Regions from separate parts of the Mus musculus genome. Here region 1 is linked to region 2. The links are chromatin contacts, called in public Hi-C maps. All regions are on one chromosome and are shown on one strand. Each heading gives the region's core, a stretch centred on a gene start, on an enhancer-like site or on the middle of the called end of the contact. The rest is flanking DNA. Distances are from core to core; before and after follow the strand shown.

Region 1 (2,700 bases), core at 39-2,538, 80 kb before region 2:
GAGGCCTTTGGTTCAATTCTCCAAATCAGCAAAAACAGAACATGCAGAGTGCTAAATGATACTGAAGTGGTTGAGACCCCGAAACAAGGTTGAAGAAAACTACATCATACAGAAAATAAAGAGGAGCCTTTGACAAGCAGGGCCTGCTGCTGAGAGAGGTGTCTGCAGGAGAAGACTTGCCTGCTGTGCTCAGTTCAGTTATGGTGTCCTTGAGCCTTTCTTCTATGGTAGCCCTGGGAGCACTTTAGCGTCCTGCTTCATAGGAAACTGTATTAAAACACAGTCCCACAAGGCCAGCACAGAGGCAGGGGCTCCTCATGGGGGCACTGCCCTGAGAGAAATGCTTTGAAAACGAGGTAAGGCCAAGTTATCAATACGGTTGCCGCCAGACACAGAGCTGTATTCCCAGACGTGTGGACCAGTCCAAGGCTCTTCTCCTGCCTTGCCCCATTTCACCTGTGTGAGGGTTCTGTGGTCTTAGAGTGGCTTGAGACCTTAAGACCATCTCAAGGTCCACAGTACCTTTCTGGCTTCGAAGAAATGAAAGCGGAAGGGCTGCAGTTCTCTGCTTTGAGGACTCCAGAAAAAGAGCTGAAAGTCAGTAGCCAGGCATTCTGTCTGAGTGAGGACCAAGAGCTCTGTTTCCTCAAAGCTCACACATGGCATGGCAGCAGTAGCTTTCACCCCCATGTCTCTCTCTTCACACCGATTTATTTAGAGTTCTCTGTGTGAGAGAGTGTGTGTATATGCACATGTGCGCAGAAGCATGTCTGTGTGTGCAGAATGACTTGTATGTACATGCAGAAGCACATGTGTATGCATAGAATTGTGTGTGCACGGGCAGGTGCACGTGTGTATCCACGTGGAGGTCAGAGGGCACACCCAAGTGTCATTCCTTAGCTTGTCACGAGCCTTGATTTTTGATACCAGGTCTCATACTTGAGACCTAGACCCAACAATTTGGCTTCAGCTATGTTGGCTGGCCTGTGAACTCCTGGGATTCACGTGTGTTTGCCTCCTTGGCACTGGGATTACAAACTTAAACCTTTTTTTTTTTTTTCCTTTTAAACAAATGTGAGTTCTAGGAATCAAACTTGGGTTCTATGCTTACACAGAAGGAGTTTTATTAACTAAGCCATTGCCCACACCCTTTCCTGGTTCTGAAGCTGCCTTTAGAGCTGACACTATCTCATAAGTCAATGGTTTTGCAGGCGTGGGGTGACAAAGTGTGTTCCTTTGGAACCCGGGCACTTGAAGTGTTTGCATTCTCCCTAGAGGTGGCAGCATAGTCTCAGTGTGGAGGGAAACAGTGTAGAGCTCCCTAGAGGAGATCAGCAGTGATGCCCGAGCACAGGCAAAAGCTGCCATCCATCCCTAAGACTCACGGTGAATGTAACACTGTGGTCACAGCTCCAGCTTTTATCCATCCTCAGTGGTTAGGATTTAACTTAACCAGCTGTTATCCATCATCAATGACTTTAAAACAAAACTTTTACTTCATGCTAGACAGCTATTAAGTTCCCTTATCGTTAGGGGAGCAGTGTTCTAGACGATCTGTGGACTGGGTAATGTGATGCTCTTTCCATCCTCGCTACCTTCTGCCCTTCTCCCCTTTGTACCATCAGCCCAGTGTCTTCTCTCTTCTTAGGTTGGACTCATCCATCAGCAGATGTCAACACGTTGACTCCATCCTTGTCGTTTCCTCCAGGCTCCCACAAAACAGTGATTGGCCTCAAGTGAGTCAAATGGGAAAGAGCATGTGTGAGGCCTGGAAACCACTAGCCGCCAAGAATGTGAGTGTCCGTGTGTGGTTGAGTCTGTTTGTAGCCTGGAGGTTGTCTGTGGCTGGCAAGTGGGTTGGAAGGAGAAGAGAGTACCTCTGGGATGTCAAGGACTCGGGATGCACGTTAGCAACTTCATATTCTATTATTGAGCATTCTCTCTTTAGGGTGCAAATATATGTCTAGAAATTGGGCTCCTTTGGGTTAAGTAAGCTTAAAAAGAATTAAATTGTAACTATGAAGGCAATACTCTAGATCAAATATAGTAGATGTATAATTGTGTTTAGTTTCATAGGCTCTGACACATCCTAACGTTACTGAGAAACCATGTCATGATGACTACAAAACTAATCTCTTCTCTACCTTTATGTTTTGAAAAATAAACTTAGAAGAGAAAAGGTCCCTGTGACATCAGCAGTGGGGGTTCATGTCAGTGCCACGCAGGTCTGTCCCATCAGTTCTGTGAGCTGTGTTGCCTGATCCTCTGTGTGCTTCGAGGACATTAGAAATTATTTGGGTCTGGAGTACTCTCAACACACCTGAAGTTCAGCGTGTGTGAATGGCTGTCAGAGGAGACACCCAGACCCTTTTGCCTCCAAAGTAGCTAACAAGCCTTAGGTTCCAGCAGTCAGGGCAGTCTGGAGCTCCAGCTGCTGTGACCATGCCCTGGCTAGTCAGTTCTGTCTCTCCTTCTCTTTCCTTAGGAAATCACAGGACTCTAGTGCTGTGGTAGTCAATTAATCTCTACTCACATTGACCGATGGCGGCGGGCTTGGTGCACGTTCCTCGATACCTGCCTCAGCGTTTTGGGTTTCTAAATGAAAGACACACACACACACACACACACACACACACACACACACACACACACGCACACACACACAGAGCTTTATATTTTAATAAGCCTTAAGCAGCTCAA
Region 2 (2,700 bases), core at 123-2,622:
GTAGACTGCATGTACAGAAGTTCCACTGCCTCCCAGAACAGAGCCACCATTTGGTGGCTAAGGGTGCAACACTTGAGCCTGTGGGGACAATTTGCTTCTGACATAACAGTGATTTAGCACTTAGGAAAAATGGATCTATCCTCAAAGTCACAGAATGTAACTTTTAGGAAGAATTTTGGCTACTTAGAGGCATGCTTTTGTCCATTTATGTAAGAAATTCCATTTGAGATTTATTCAGTGTTTCTAGAAAATTATTGTAAACTGTGAGAAATGAAATTTATTCTAAGTAGCAGCAGATAGAAACTAAAGTATGTATTTAAAAAATCAACTGTGCTGTAATAATAAGCAGCTTCACTCTAACTGGGTAACTGCCTGGAATCTCTCTAACCTTCCCCTTGATAAAGGAAATAATGGAAGGCCTAGATTTTAACTTCCTGGAAACTTCAAAATAAATGTCTTAATCATGATCATAACAAAAATGTTGTCCCCAGTATGGCTAGGTGTTCTTCAAAGCTCTGAGATCTTTTTTTATAGTGTTCGCCTACAGGAGAAACCAAGGTGCCATCTACAGCCAAACACTCAGATTTCTAAAAATGCTTCCATTTACTAACTTTCTTCTGAAGGTTGCAGCAGCCTAAATCTGAGTCTTTTACCAGTGTTACACACATTTACCTAACAGTCTGGAACATCACTTCTCTTCCCCAAACGAGGGGGCGTGGTAGTGCCAAACTTGACGTCGAGCCATCCAGAATAGCTTCGTTTGATTCTTTAAAAAGGCGTACTGTGTTTGAGTATGACCAAAGTGCTCTGAACATCCAGTCAGTGCCAGCCATGAAAAAATAGAGCTTCCAGTTAACAGGGACTGGAAGGCAGCCTCTGATGCAGGACTGTTCCGGGTTACTCCCAGGAAGTGGCACAGTGCAACTTGGTGGCACTTGTTGGGTCCTCATTAGGACCATACATATGTGGATCACCCCAAACCAGCCTTACCTTTTAATCGGCCGATGATGAACCCCTTCCTGCTAAGCCAGAAAATATATGTCACAGTGAGTGTAAAGAAAAGGCATGGTGGACTGGAAGGTAGAGGCAGGAAGAGGAAAAGCCGGGAAACGGACCCACTGTAAACACACAAGTGTAAAATTCCCTCCCAGGAACACTAAGCGGCTGTTGGGTTTTTCTCTTTTTCTTCACATAAAGGTACTGTTGGGTACTTTTCCATTAAATTTTCAGTGGGCTTGACCTCCTCAAGAAAAGTTTCTGACTAAAAGGGGCTTTCCTCAACCACTTGGTTTCTTCCCTGCCTGGTCCCACGTGCATCAATGGTCCTGTATTTGGCCTCTCAGACAGTTGTCATGGACACGGAGCAACACTTTCAGCTTTCTAGCCTGGTTGTGGGGTCCTGCACAGGGTCAGGCCTTGCTGACTAGTACCTCCCTAAGTAAAGTGTTACCTGATAAGTAAGAGTTTCCAAGAAAATGGTTACACATGTGAATGAAAATAGATTGTTCAACTCATCTTTTAAAAAAATCCCTGTTGATTCATAGACTGTCTACATGATTAAAACATAAGAAACCATCTCATCTTGATTCCCACACAAGCACCTCAGAGGTCAAACTCACCCATTGTCCCGAGGAGAAATTGTGTTAACCAAAGAAAAACAAGGCTCTTGAGTTCTAATGAAATTTTTTTTAAACATTGTAAATCAGAGAAAGGGGATCAGATGGTGTGAAGTGAGCCACTATGGCTCACCTAACAGACCTCTAAACGGCAGCTTAGAGGGGACTCTAGTAACACATAACCCTATAAGAACAACCTTAACACTATAAAGTCAAGAAAAAGTAAAATGTAAGGGATTCTGAGATACGATATTGTGTAAAATTTGACATAAAACAATGGCTTACAATTTGTAGATAAATAGGCAAACAACAACAACAACAACAGAAACAAGCATTTTAAACATATGTTTACCAGTATAATAGTTGCCTATCATGTCTGACAGAGTCCACACACGAGTCTTGGTGTTAACTGGAGTCGGGCTGTAAGCTATCTGGTGGATTCTTTAACTCAGTTTCAGGAGGTAAATGAATGAGGCCTCCGAGAATAATAATTAGTCCAAGAGATTACATCTAAATATGTAGCTTGTGCATAAGTTCATATTACAAGTTTACTGCAAACGACAGCATTGGGAATATGATAAGAACATCCCTTTGTGTGTCACACATACTACATGCTTAGCCAGTGTGGATGAGAAAATGGACTCTTACTCAAATTTCATCGTTATTTTTTTTTCTATTGCCTATGTTTGACTGATTTTCAAACTATTCTCATGGGTTGCTACCATTATCAAAATCGTTATTTATGTGAGAAAAAATTAAAAATTAAGTTTGTTTTCCTGCTTATCTGACTATTTATTTAAACTTCACTTTAAAAATCCCATCCTGGTTAAATAAATGTTCTGAAGGCATACTCTCTTCCCAGGATTCTCTGTGTCCTCTGGACAGATGCTGCAATGATCTGCAAGGATTGTTTAACTCAAGTTCTTTGAAAAGCAGGTATGTCACTGGGGTTAGCAGTTGAAACAGTCAGGCAATTTGACCCTTGCAAGTTGACTGTGGGTGATTCTATAGAGTAGCTATTTGCGTTAGTAGATTTTTTTACTTTATGGCTTTATATGGTTTGACATTTAACTCATTCATGGTA

What was found. A called contact is a pair of places that touch in the nucleus more often than the background predicts.
Region 1: a Hi-C map of Th17 cells shows a contact between it and region 2, with 4 times the contacts expected there. The contact joins two enhancer-like sites. A contact is called at or near these places in 10 of 39 promoter capture datasets (the 3T3-L1 cell line, 3T3-L1-derived adipocytes, the HPC-7 cell line and 7 more), 2 of 15 datasets of contacts at CTCF or cohesin (CD8 T cells and pro-B cells), 40 of 484 Hi-C or Micro-C datasets (the 63-12 cell line, B cells, the Ba/F3 cell line and 27 more), 6 of 115 datasets of contacts at active chromatin or transcription factors (CD8 T cells, Th17 cells, astrocytes and 2 more) and 1 of 9 other capture datasets (pancreatic islet).

Annotation. Positions count from the first base shown.
Region 1 is chr3:37,217,968-37,220,667 of GRCm38.p6, forward strand. No RefSeq gene overlaps it. Among named protein-coding and RNA genes, the nearest start is that of Gm36168, 5.1 kb to the right of the region's middle. Within about 2 kb of position 1,289, at least 6 of the 459 cell types and tissues checked have an H3K27ac peak or open chromatin away from gene starts, as enhancers often do. A contact at or near this core is called in Th17 cells, where this site is marked.
Region 2 is chr3:37,298,344-37,301,043 of GRCm38.p6, forward strand. No RefSeq gene overlaps it. Among named protein-coding and RNA genes, the nearest start is that of Cetn4, 13 kb to the right of the region's middle. Within about 2 kb of position 1,373, at least 10 of the 459 cell types and tissues checked have an H3K27ac peak or open chromatin away from gene starts, as enhancers often do. A contact at or near this core is called in Th17 cells, where this site is marked.